2 separate regions of the Mus musculus genome follow, and region 2 is linked to region 1. A link is a contact called in public HiCAR-type data. All regions are on one chromosome and are shown on one strand. The core of a region is the stretch at or near the end of the contact, and the rest is flanking DNA. Distances in the headings are between cores, read along the strand shown. Region 1 overlaps Etl4 (enhancer trap locus 4). Region 2 overlaps Gm39767 (a long non-coding RNA gene).

Region 1 (6,941 bases), core at 1,863-4,362:
TCCAGATAAAACTTAGCTCAGGCCTCCAACTGAACGTTGTTTTTCTTTTACTAAATGATGCTCAGAAGGGCTGTGTTGCCAGCTCCTATGGGTTGATCGTGTTGCTGGCTTTCTGACAGAGTGTCTCCCACCATCTTTGTTTGCAGGCTAATGGAAGTGCTAAGAAAGCTGGTGGGGACTGTAAGCCTACTTCCCCCTCCTTACCTGCTTCTAAGATTCCAGCCCTTTCTCCCAGCTCTGGGAAAAGCAGTTCTCTGCCTTCCGCTAGTGGGGACAGCTCTAACCTCCCCAATGCACCTGCTACTAAACCATCGATTGCTTCTACCCCTCTCAGCCCCCAAGCAGGACGGTCCGCTCACTCCGCTTCCCTCATCCCTTCTGTCTCTAATGGCTCCTTAAAGTTTCAGAGCCCACCTCACGCAGGTAAAGGCCATCATCACCTTTCGTTCGCACTGCAGACTCAAAATGGCCGAGCTGCCCCTACTACCTCTTCCTCCTCATCCCCTCCTTCCCCTGCCTCCCCCACCTCCCTGAATCAAGGTGCCAGGGGCATCAGGACCATCCATACTCCTAGCCTCGCCAGCTACAAAGCACAGAATGGAAGTTCAAGCAAAGCCACCCCATCCACAGCAAAAGAAACGTCTTAAAGGCCAGATCCTATTAGGCACAAGGTGGAATTGCATCCTTGTTTTTAATTTTCAGCAATCTGGAACAAGTGTTTTCATAAGAGAATGTATCATATTGCTGTATCGTTCAAGGCTTCATGCAGAGTATGTGCTAAGTACTGAGTTGGTAGCTGCAGTAAAGCTTGTTTTTTTTCCACTCTGTTGCTGTTGTAATTGCATAGTGTTTACTGTCTAGATTCGATACCTATTACATGAAGAAAGCATGTGCTATAAAAAGAGAGAGTATGATGAGAGTGAAGACATGTGTGAGACAAGCTGACTGTACTATGCATGTAAAACATGTATGATTCCAGAATTTTAGTATGTTTTGTATAAAAATATTTTTCATTACAGAGACTAGAGGCAAACAGAGAAATAAATACGCAAGCGTGACTATATAAATTGTAAAGCATATATTATGATATTTTCTTTTATTTTAGTGTTATTTAGCTTTATTACAGATTTCTATTTTTGTCAAAACTTCATGGTTCCTTTCAAAATCTTTTTTGCCAAAACATTTTGATACTACAGCATTGTACATTTGAAAGTAGCGTGCTAGCCTTTAAGCCAATGAGCTTCTACAGTCGTAGAAAGAAATTCAGCAAAACTCCTGCACTGCCAGCAAAAGTTTGTATGATAATTCGCTAGCGCAAGCCAGCTCATTTTTTTCTTTGTTTTCTTTTCATTTTCTTCTTCCTTTTTTTTTTTTAAAGACAAAACATCTGAGTATTCTGTAGCTGTTTTCTTTGCACTGTCTGACCCCCTTTTATGTTTTCTTAGACCTGGTAATTCATACCATTGCATTGTGGATTTTAAAATGTACACTTCTGTATGGTTCTGTACACTGAGGAACTTTTGTAAATATACAAATATAAATAAACATCAAAATACTATCTGTGACAGCACATAGAGTAGTTTTCCCACACCAAAGTTAATTTGTATGCATGCTTAAGAGTCTATATTGGGATGGGCAGAAATGGGACTATCCATACATTTTTAAAAAGCAACAAGTTTGCACAGTTAGGGTGGTTTTGTAGATAACTGTATTTGTATAACACAGCCATGTAACATATGGAGCTATAAGCAGAGACTTGGCAAAACTAAATAAAGGGCTGCATGCTTATTATTTTTTTTTTGTACCTTGTCACTATAACGTCTTTCAGTCAACGAATATGTAACTATTGCCACAGGGTTTCAGCTCTGAGGGCATTCTAAGCAACGTGTAATCACATCCACTCATACAGTGTTGCTTCCTCGAAAGGGAAGGATGAATTCCTAATAAACTCATCAACCATGTGGCCGTCTGGACTTCCTTTCCTGCCTGACTCTTCTCTAGGGCATGGGGGAGGGGGCGTGGCTAACAGAGAACCCTGCACACAGGTTTGCACACTCATCCATTGCAGCAGCTTTGCTGCTTGCTTGGTTTTGTTTTTGTTTTTAGTTTCTATTAAAAGTAAAAAATAAAATAAAAAAGTGTATTTATCAGTGGGTTAAGGTTTTTTTTTCAGTTCCCAATTTTTAATTTTTTAAATTACTATTTTATGTATTTGACTTGGATGTCTGTCACAGGCAGACATTATCAGCAACACTCAGCCACAAATGAAAATACATTCAGACCAGGGCTCAGACTCCAAGATTGTGAATGTCATGTGTTAGGACTTTTTGCAAAGGGTGGACCACTGTTTAAAACAGAGCTTCTCAACCTGTGGACCACAATGCCTTGGAAGGGGAGAAAAAAACCCTTTCACAGGGGTCACATATTAGATTTCCTGCATAGCAGGTATTTACATTACAATTCATAACAGTAACAAAATTACAGTTATGAAGTAGCAGTGAATATAATGTTATGGTTGGGGTCACCACAACACGAGGGACAGTATTAAAGGGTCACAGCATTCGGAAGACTGAAAACCACTGATATAAAGCTTCAAAAAAAGAGCATTCTTCGTGGCTTCACTGAAGACTAGACTGCTTAAAGGTGAGGTAGATTTGGCCTCTGATGTCTGGTAGTTGAACAGATTTTATTTTCATAAATTTCCAGTGAATGGTGCCATGGTTTTCCAGGCAGGGACAATCCTTAAAAGCAGGCTTCTGGCATTCCTGGTCCACTACATTGCCCTCATTGCTATACAAGAAAACCCTCTCCACAGATCTTCCAAGGTCCCCTGTGTGGCAGTCCTGCTCCACATTGAGCCGTCCTTCGCTACACCTAGACTCTTGTATACTCTTGTCCCTTGTGCCTGGCAGAGAACGTTATTAGTAAGGAAGTCCAGCCTCTCCGAAGCGGTGAGAGTGAAGGTGGACGCTGAGAAAGAGTGAGCTGGAGCTAGGGCAGTGTCTCCCACCAGCACCACTGCCGGGCTATGATGACAGGAAGAAACAAGTAGCAGAGCCCAAGAAAGCCCTGTGCAAGATGGCAGCCGCTCTACAACGTTGAGTGCATTGCCCTCCCACGGGGCTGCAGAATGTTGGCAGCTGGGCTTGGCAAGGATCTGGTGCTCAGAAGGAATGCGGAAGAGGCATTTCTCCAAACTCCCAGGTCCTTCTTAAAGGGACAAGGCCAGAAAGCAGCTTCTCCCTCTAGAAAAGCCAGAGGCAAATACAGAGGTCATTGCTGCAACAAAGGCCAGTTAGTTCCCACAGAAAGGACTTGGCTCAGCCATCATTTGGGGTAATTGTGCCCACCTCACCCCCAGATTCTCAAGAAAATTATGTCACCTATTCATTCATTCATTCATTCAAAAGCAGGGACTCCTATCTGGCTCAGGCTCTGATCGCACTTGTGTGCCACTATGTCCTGTGCATCTTCATAATGTTAGAATTTATAAGCGCCTTACTTATTATTGTCCTCCTGGTGCCTTTAGAATTGGGCTTGGGTTTTGCTACACCTGGTATCTCCTTTGGGATTCTAGTTCATAGCATTCAGGTGTTTTTGCAGGTGGAATTTAGATCTTGTCTTATGAAGGCACAAGCCTGGGTCCTCCTTGGTTTCCAGATTGTCCCCAATAGTTAACTGAGACGTTTCAAATATGTTGGGATGCAAAGACTACACTGCGTGTTGAGTGGCATCATAATGGTGTGGCCTGAATGGTGCCTCCCTGTTTCTATTTAACTTGGTACAAATATGAAAAGCACATCCTAACCCTGCTGGGAAGGGGCTCCTGAAGATGAGGGTACAGGAGGTGGGGAGAGAGCAGGGAAAGCCTGCCTCTGCTGCAGTTGTTTGGCTCCTGTGAGGAGATGACATGCAGTTCCTCTGATCATCAGCTTAAAAGTGGCACAAGGCCAAAACCCAAATCCTTGATCTGCCCCTTGCCTGACAAAGGGTCCGCTCTTCCATCAGTCCCTTTGTCTCTAACATCACCTAATGCAGGCTGGGCGCATTGAAGTCTGGGCTGGTGGCTTCATCCCAGCTCCCATTTTCCTTCACTTCCTTTCTGTCTGCACACTAGGCCCCTATCCCTGGCCCCCTTAGCCATGTTCACCGGACCTGTGAAGATGGAAGCCACTGTAGTGTCATTTCCTTTAGTCACTATCTTTGGTTTCATTTAAAGCCATTCCAAGTGATAGTTCTGGGTTAAAGATAACAGAAGCCCACCCAGAAAAGAAGTCCTTTTTATAGTGGCACACAGCAGTGGCAGCCAGTCCCTACAGGACAGATGGATGCTAATGGGCCAGTGGTGGCAATCGCAGGACAGGCCATCTTCTCCCAAGGACACTGTATATTTACCAGGAGAACCATCTACTTAGTTGATTATTCTTGTTTGGGCTTGTTTTGCTTTGAGCCAGCCTTTAAAGCATCATCCAGTACTGTCTTCAAGAGACTGTGTGTTTGATTGACCATGACAGGTGGATCAGATCTGGATTCTTTCTTAGCACTATGAAGAAGCAATGTGTACCTTTATAGCCCAGTTTCCTTTCATGGCCGCCTGTCCTCCTCTCTGTATTTCCAGCCATTCATATAAATACTTATGCTAGTCTTGGGGCTCCAGCATCCTTCTTCATGATGCTAGTCCCCTCTCCAGGCAAGTCCTCTTCTTGAAAAATCCATGTGTGTACCTGGTGTCATCTTGAGGAAGCCACACTACAGGAAAGTATTCCCTCTTCTGGAAAGAGAGGCAGCGGGGACAGGGTTCCAGAGCAAATAAATCGTTTGCAACAGCTACAAACAGACTTCTTTTGTCCTCACAACTGAATAGGACCATAATAGAAGGGTCTCACCAGGTCTGCAATGCCATACTGGATAAAGAATGTCCTGCCTTGGGTTTGGAGAGATGGCTCATAGGTTAAAAGCATTAGCTGCTCTTCCAGGGGTCCCAAGTTTAATTCCCAGCAACCACATAGTGACTCATATCCATAATGAGATCTGGTGCACTCTTCTGGCCTGTAGGCATAGATGCAGACAGAATGCTATATACATAATAAATAAAACAAATCTTAAAAACAACACAAAACAAAAAACCCAGTGTCCTGCCACTGACATTCCAAAGAGAGAGGAACTTCCCTTTTTGTCTAAAATGACTCAAAGGAGACACTTCCAATGCAAGTTAGGCATTCCTGCCAAGGGTGCAGTCTGGCTTCTGCTTGCCCACAGTGCCAACCACTCTCCTAAGACAAGCCCAAGCAACAAGTAGCTTCCTCTACCTAGGATGTTCCCCCATCTGGATTCTCACCCGATTCCTAGTGATTCCTCTTGACCTTGACTCACGTGCTGCCCCCTTTAGGAAGTTCAGGCTTCTTCCAGGAAGTGCTAGAAGCAGTTCTCTTCCATACCATTAAAAGAACAGATATGAAGTATATATACAACAGACAGAAGAGGAGCCAAGAGCAGGACCTACTGCAAATACTTCAGCACCATGATGCTCTGCTGACTGGGTGGGTGGCTTGCGTGTTTCCTTATTCACAGTGTGCCTAGAGTCTGCACTTTAGGAAAAGATTGCTTATGTGCTGCCCCTAGTGCTCATGGCTGGAACTACGAGCACCTTACTTATTATTACTTATTACTTACTTATTGCCAACTTCTTTCACTGCAGTTGTTGCTATAGTTAGTGCTTAACTGACCAGCTTATGCATCCAGGACAATGAATGAAAGTGTGGGGCAGGTGACACATGTCTTCACTCAGGGTCACTGCTGTAGAATAATCACTGCCTTCTATCATCCCTATCGGGGAGGAATAAGCTAAAGTAAAACTGAAAATTAATGTTCCCTCCAAGCCTTTTAGGCCCTCAGGCACAGGGCAACACTTTAATTAAGGGCTGAGTGTTTGACAATGAAATCCTAAGGGTCAGAGGTCAGCTGCAAGGTGGAATTCCTCGAAGCACAATTCCTACATGGGCAGGAACCAGAGTCCATGTGACTCAGGCCCTCCACCCAGCATACATTTACCTCTGTTCATTGTGAGCTTGCTGCTCTTTTATGCATACCTGCGGAATTTCCAGGTTTGTTGCCCATTGCAAGGAAGAGCTAGACGTTGTGAACATCTTCTCGGTTTAAAAACAACAATAACAAAAGTATGCCACAGAAGTTAGAGCTAAAACTCAATGGATAGAGTATTTGCCGGGCATAATCAAGGTTCCTGGATTTGATCCTCAATATTACCCTCCCCCACACACATACACGCACACATGCGCACACAGGCACATATGAGCACACATACATGTAAACACGCCATAGGAACTGAGGCACCATGACTCAGGCAAGCTAAGCAAAACAAGGATCTTACAAAGAAGAGCCGGTTAGTAGGCAGACAGTGGTCTAGTCTATCGGAATTTGGAGCTGTGCCTTAGCAGCACCCAGGTGACACTCTCTTAGCCTTAACATTATGCATCTGAGTCTTTAGACTCTTGTGACTGGCATGCATACCTATAATAACTTAGAGGAATAACTTTATTTTGGCTCACAGTTTCAGAGCTCTCATGGTCCCTGGCTCTGCTGTTTCTGGGCCCATGGCGAGGCAGAACACCATGGTAACAGGAGTGAGTAGAGGGGGGGTCAACAGGTCATTCCATTTGCATTTACTTGAACTCAGCGGGGTCTGTCTGCTGCTGTCTGCTGCCTATCCAGCTCTGACTCCTCCTGCTCCTGTTACTGTCTCCATGCACGAATAGAAAGGAAGCGTTGACTTCTGAGTGTCATAGCTCTCAGCTGGGGTTGGCCCTTACTCTCCCCAGAAGCCATCTGCAACAAAGGGAGTGTCCAACTAAAACTGGAGGAATTGACTCCACTGACCAATAATTATCCTCCATTTCACCAGCCCTACCGCATGGAAGACATTT
Region 2 (6,941 bases), core at 2,724-5,223, 1.1 Mb after region 1:
TAAATTTAGGCAAGCCCACCTATGTCCATTGTTTTGTCAAATTTAAATTATGGTGATCTTATCTACATGTAGTTCAGCCTTTTGTTCTTTGCATATTTGTATACTTGTTCTTCATCCCAAGAGGCAATAGAATAGGGTAGATGGGGCTTAATGCCACTTGCTAGGGTCTTCGTATGGTTTTCCCGTAAGTCTATGTGTGAAAAGCTTTGTTCACAGCATGGTGCAATTGGAAGGTGGCAGTCTTAGGAGGCAGAATTTACTAGCAGTTCTAAAAAACATTGGTGGGATGCCCTCAGCAAGCATTGCATGAAATCCTGAGTTGCCCTTTTTTCCCTGGTTCACATGACAAGCCCCTTGCCCTGTTGTGATGTGCCTCTTCAGTCAGAGACTCAAAACAGTGTCAACACTTGATCTTAGACTAAGCTTCCAAAACCAAGATCCACAATAAACCTTTTCTCTATAACTTAATTCTCTCAGGTATTTTGTTATAGTGACACAAAGCAAGCTGATATCTCATCCTGTGAACTTATAGCCTATACTGTATAAACTGCGGTGGGAGGTGAGGCATGAGAAATGCCCAATCAACAAAGGCTCTATGGGACTTTCTTACTCCCTTACTGTATTTCATGAATTATGTAGGATGATAGTCACTGAACTGAAGAAGCCAAAACGTTTGATTTATCCTCCCCTTCTCTAAGAAGACACGTACAGATTCTAAATTCTTCAGCTTTGCCTTTGATAGATCATGAAGAAAACAATTACCAAGACTAGGCTAAGCAAGGACAGAGTTAATGAAAACCCTCTGCTTGTGTGTGTCAGGGCTATATACTACAACACCAGCTATGATGTGTTCAGCAGCAGACATAATTTCAGAGAACTGAGAGGCTTAGATCAAGGGCCAAATACTACACAGGAACAAAATAAGATTTTCAAATCTATTCACCGAAGTCGTACTCCCATAAGACTTGAACTCCCATTGGAGCAATGCCAGAGAAGGCTTTGCTTCTTCCTGAGTCATGGACTCAGTTGTTTCATGTGCTTCATCTAAAAGATCCTGACAGAGAGTAAAAGATTATTTAAGCCCCTAGACCTGTGTCCAAAATAGCACCATTGTTCCAGGATGTCAGGTGTTTGTGTTTTTTGCCAGGTGTTTGCAGTTTTGCCTTTATTGCCCAATGCCGGGTGTTTGTGGTTTGTGTGTCTATATAAGCCTCTTACCCCTTGAGCTTATTGTGGACTCCTCTACCCCTGCGTGGGATACAAGTCATCCCCAGTGCACTGGTCTTGTTTGTCTGTGTGTCTCGTCCTTTGTTTTCCTGACCCCTTGGGTTCGTGGTCGACTCCTCTACCCCTTTGCGGGATACGAGTCGTCCCCAGTGTACTGATCTTTCCTGAATAAACCTCTTGCAATTTGCATCAAGACCATTTCTCGTGAGTGATTTGGGGTGTCGCCTCTCCTGAGTCAGAACATGGGGAAGTCCTCACATTGTGGATCTTTCACATCTCTGACAGTATATAGCATTCAGAAATAAACAAGTAAATAAACAAGGTGTCCTGATTTGAAATATCACCTAGATTATTTAAATCTCAGGGCTCTATCATCTCCACCCACTACAATCAAAAAAGTTGTGTTCAGTTAATCCAGCTTTAATGTTTCAGTTCTCATCATGTAGACCTGAGGAAAACACAAAGGACTTGGGATAAATGCACATGTGTAGTAGCTACCTGATCCTGCCATTTTCTTTTCATTCCCTTCTTCCCTGTTGAGAGGAAGCCCTACAGAGGCATGACAATGTCTCCCTGAATGGAGTGGTAGACCCTGTCAACCCAGCCCAGCTAAGCTCCCAGCCAGCAGCCAGCAGGTCTCTCACTCAGTTAGGTCATTTTGAACCTCCTAGACATTCCATAACTCCAGCCAATCACGGGAAAGGAAGAGCTACTGGTGAGACACTGTGTATTGTTACTGACTCATGCCACCGAGGTAGCATGTGGTTTGCCATGCAATAGTGAAGTAAGTCAAACAGCATGGAGACACTGGTGGAAACAAATCCCTTCATTAGTATGAAGAAGCAATCTCAGAGATATGGACTGGCTTGATATATGTGGAGGCTTCCTCCCATTGAGACTACTTTTCAGATCATCATGGGAAGGGATTAGAAAACCAATCTGAGTCCCAACCACAGACCTTCAAAACAAACAAACAAGCAAACAAAAAAACAGTAGCATGGAATGACCCAAGGTTCTAGCTGGTGCCAACCTCAGGTTGGCAGCAGGGGCAACCCTCATCTGATGGCCCACATTTTAAAATGATACCTGACACTTCCTGAAGGTCACAAAGCTTCACCTCTGGGAAATATTGCTGGGGGCTGGATTTGAAGGACACTTGGTACTCTACCATAGGCGTCTCTAAGGAGTCCCAGTTATTGGTGAGCAACCAACTGATCGAATCCAAAGGAACAGATCCAAGCAAGAGAAAAAAAAAAATCTGGAATTCTTGCAGCATCCAATACTCACACAAAAAAAAATCTCATCTTGAACTTCCTCATCCTCCCTGGATCTGTGGATTTCTTGGACTGTTCTCACCGTAGTACTGAACTAGACCATGTTCTAGGATAACATGGCTCTGTCATGGATCTCAGCAAGCACCCAGATAGTTCTTGGAGCAAAGATTGTGGGTGAACAAGGCTAAATCTAAATCATCATGCTGCAGCGTTAAAAGCTGTCCTTCCCCTCTACCCCCTCATTCTTACTCCCCCAATTCCCACCCCCCTCTACCCCCCTCAGCTAGCAAGGAATACCTGTTTTATTAGGCGAAGGAAATTCATGTGAAATAAACCATTCAAAGCTATCGGAGTTTGGTGTCGTGTACAATACATGACCTGAGGTTTGTATGCACATAAAAACTGTTCGGTAGTGGGCTATTTTTCTTTTGAAATTTGCCACTTTGTATGGTGACCTTTTCCTTAGGTGACAGTTGGAGGAACTTTTAGTTCTAAATGTAGTGATTAGGTTGTGAAGTTGGCATATCAAAATTATAATATTGGATTTCTATTTTTAAGTGACTGTAAAAAGACTCTATTCCAACAAGAGGCGAAACAAATTGGCATTCTTTATAAAATAAATGTGGGTTGTAATGACCTTCCTTGACAGAACAAAATGTGGATGAAGGAGATGGGGGAGAGGCTGTTAGAACGTGAGGACGCAAGAGTAATGTTCAGTCAATTTGGGAGATTCTGAAAGACAAGGAGGCATCTGCATCTTCCCCCCCCCCCCACCCGCCCACCGACCCGACGCATGGATTTTAGGATCTCTCTATCTCCAGGAGGTCTGAAGACATCACCAAAACACTGAGGGCCTAGGAGTGGAAACAGAACACAACAAATAACCTTGTATTTAGTAGCTAATGAGTTGGAGCAAAATGCTGTAGGTACTTTCTACAGTATCTTGTTTTCTCAGCTCAGTTGTTTGCAATTTTATCTGCAAAGAATAAGATTTTCCAGCAGGTGGCAGCAGACATCTTTTAAGAAAGAAAAATTATTTAGATTACATTAAATGGAGAAAGAGCAAAGGCAGGGGGTGAGGAGGGGTGGGAGGGTGAGGGATGGAAGAGTGGAGGGAGCGGCAAAGAGAGAAAGCGCAAGACAGTGGAGCAGTGGACTCTAGAAAACACCGCTCTTCTCTTCTCAGAGGAAAGCGGAGTGCATGCCACTTACACCATCTCCTGTTTCGTGTCCTTGTTGGGAGGAATTGCTTATATGAGGTGTTACATGAATGGCACATGCCGAAGATATGGCGGTTGAGGTGGGGTGGCGGAGGTTGGAGCACAGAGAGCCAGCCCTGATTCTAATACCCTGGGAACGCATGGACTAGCTGCAGACACTGGTCCCTTCTGGCTTCCCCCTCTGACCTGCTTTCAAAGACACCCACTTCCCTGTTCCTCCAGGCTATTCTGTATGCAGGAAGCATCCCAGTCTGGCTCCTGGCTCCAAAACTGGACACCCCCGCCCGCTTCCCCAGGCAGCCAATTTAGCCTGCTTGTCCTCCTTGCCTTTCTGGGTTGGCGGTTGCCATGGCAACCTCCAAGGCTCTTCGGGCTTTCTTACTGACTGACCAGGCCTGGAAAACCGTTTTGGAATCGACAGTGCTGTATTTGTGGGGAATTTTAATGAAAGAGCAGCCTGACCTAGCTTCAGTGTTGCACTGTGGAAAATGGCAGGGGCGTGAGGGGCTGCTGAACTGTAAGGGGCAGCAGCTGCCAGAAAGATGGACCGCTTGGGAGAGACTAGAGAGAGAGAGCAATGCCCTTTGTTATTGCTTCATCTTCAGGAAGAAGGGGTCCTTGTCACAACTAGTGGAGCAATTCCCCAACACAGTAGGGGCATTTAAAGACACCCGAGCAAAGGCAGTTCTTTCTCTAGGTTTTAATAAAGGTGTAAACTTAAGCTTATTTTCATTCATGAAACAAAACAAGCATTTCCACAGGTAAATGTGGGGGAAATGGCTCTGACAATTTAGACTTGAAGCTTACCTCTGTTGCACATTTTGATTTTTCCAATTTCCAAACGTTCTGAGACAGGCAGCCTCTTCGGCACTCTCAGTGAATCCCCCTCTTCCTTCAACACAGCCTGGCCTCACCAGTTTGCTTCAGAAGACAAAAATACAGCAACAATGATGGGATGCCACTTTTACAATGAGGTGCAACTAAAAAGTGGGTTTTAAATTTTGTGTCTCCCAATACCCTGTCACTAGAATCCCTGACTGCCACTCCATGAGGACAGTCAGGCAGCTATGATAGTACCCACATGACAAGAATTGAAGAGAGGCTCTGATCCCAGTTTTGCCTCAGGATGACCCAGTTTTTCTGCTGGTGGCTTCACTTCTCTCTAATGAGGGAACAAAAGCCAGAGGCTCCGGCTGAGCTACAGCTGGAACCTCAATCCACAGAAAATAAATTGTCATCTCAAGCCAGCACATTCCGGGAGTCTCAGTTAAACAGAAATAGGTATCTAATAGAGTCATTTGTGTGGGTTTCCATGTTTTGGACTGTTGGGAGTATGTGTTCTTAGGATCTCTCTGGTTGTGTACTTAATTCCAGGCTTATCACTCACATCTCTAAGAAGCAGGAGGCAGGTCACCAACCCTCAAGTTTCAGTTTCCTCATCATGTAAGTTGATACAGTGTCCCTCGTTATCTGTGAGAGATTCTCCCATGATCCTCCTATGATATGCAAATGCATGGGTGCCCAAGTACCTTACATAGATGGCATTGTATTTGAATATAAGATGTGAACATTTACACACAGGCTTTAAATCACCTCCACAACTGCTTATAATAGTCAATATAATGGAAATGCCACATAAGTAGATACACTACAATATTGTTTAGGGAATAGTGATAAGAAATCTGCACATACAAACTAGAAATGCAATTTTATTTAAATTTTGTTTAATATTTGAGTAGATTCATAGATGCAGAGCACATAGACACTGGGGTCTGGCTTTACTTGTAAAGGTTTTGAACATAGTGAAAAGAAAATGCTTGGTAAACTAGTTATAATCACTACTGAATACAAATCATTCACATTTCCAGTACAGCTTTCTCTATATCTACAGCAATTACTTATCTCAGTGACTGAGTTGCTGACCAAACCAGTACCATTTATCTATTGCAGATAGATTCTAAAAAGAGTCATGCAGACACATGGACTAGGGTTTTACAAAGATGCTGTGATCCTTGAATCTTTTTAATTCTGTAAGGTCTGTGAAGACTGTACTGAGAAAGCCATAACCTGGGCAGCCAGGCTGGCCTACAGACACCAGGGAGAGACTTCTGGAAAGCTGGTCATTCTAGAAATAGGTGAGATAACTATGTCTCTGATGAACTGGATTGAAGCAATTGGGCAGCATCATGGTGGTATGCCATTGGAAGCCAGGGCCTACATATTGTGATGGCTGATACTCTTACATCACAGATACATTTAAGGAAGGTTACATTAGGGAATAGAATTTCCTGAAATTCCATTTATACACCAAGAACAATCTAGGAAGGCCTTTGCAAAGTTTCATTTCAGACAGTCTAGCCTTGTGACTAACTCCAAGAAAACTTTGTTGAAAACCCTTTATTGTAAAGATCCTCTGAGGATCATGGGTACTTGGCATATTTTAAATCTAAAATACATTTTTGTTTGTTTGTTTGTTTGTTTGTGACAGTCTCACTCTAGACCCAGTCTGGCCTAGAACTCAGGATCCTCCTTCCTTAGCTTTCCAAGTACTAGAATTACAGGTCTGCCCCATCACCCCAACACCTAAACCTGAAATACTTTGAAAGTTAACAATTTTCTTGAAAGAGATAAGGAAATAGTGAAAGAAAATGATAACAAAGAAAGAGAAAAGAAAAGGGAGAAGAAAGGGCTGTCAGTGAACCACATGACATCAGTCAGGAAGCCTTTGCTTCATTGACTTATGGGACCAGCACCATTACTACCACCTCATTAGCATGTGCTGCCTGCATTCTCTGCATCAGACACTGAGTCATCTTCAGCCACATGCTCAGAGGTCAGCAACTGGTGTCCCAGGATAGGATAAGCATCCCAGAACAGGCAGTCATGGTCTTACAGCACTTACTTAGGCAGACCCCTATGTGTCAGGCCACTTCAGGCAGAATGCTTGCTGCATATGCACAGCCCATCAACTCATGCACACAATGCTTATACACTTCTATCCCAGGAGACACTTCAAATAGGAATCTTCAGAACTCACAGAGCTCGGGCCTGGTCATCCTGACTCAGCTGTTTGCTCCGCTGCTAACCAGTGGGAACTCGATCGTCTTTCCTCTCCTGACTGCATCTTCCCAACACTAAGTTGAAAGGTTACTTTCCATTCTCCAGTACCCAAAATCAAAACAGCAAGATTTCTGGCTGTCTTTTTCTAAACTTCCAACCC

What was found. HiCAR-type assays count read pairs that join an accessible place to other places.
Region 2: a HiCAR-type map of astrocytes shows a contact between it and region 1, with 3 times the contacts expected there. The contact joins two enhancer-like sites. A contact is called at or near these places in 2 of 484 Hi-C or Micro-C datasets (cortical neurons and ventricular fibroblasts) and 1 of 115 datasets of contacts at active chromatin or transcription factors (astrocytes).

What each region holds. Positions count from the first base shown.
Region 1 is chr2:20,808,564-20,815,504 of GRCm38.p6, forward strand. Etl4 (enhancer trap locus 4) reads left to right here. Exons shown (of 22, transcript NM_001081006.1): 22 at 147-1,972. The coding sequence ends at 647. Among named protein-coding and RNA genes, the nearest start is that of Arhgap21, 160 kb to the right of the region's middle. Within about 2 kb of position 3,113, at least 6 of the 459 cell types and tissues checked have an H3K27ac peak or open chromatin away from gene starts, as enhancers often do. A contact at or near this core is called in astrocytes, where this site is marked.
Region 2 is chr2:21,914,433-21,921,373 of GRCm38.p6, forward strand. It overlaps Gm39767 (a long non-coding RNA gene), which reads right to left. Exons shown (of 6, transcript XR_866004.1): 4 at 4,529-4,642. Among named protein-coding and RNA genes, the nearest start is that of Gm39767, 46 kb to the right of the region's middle. Within about 2 kb of position 3,974, at least 113 of the 459 cell types and tissues checked have an H3K27ac peak or open chromatin away from gene starts, as enhancers often do. A contact at or near this core is called in astrocytes, where this site is marked.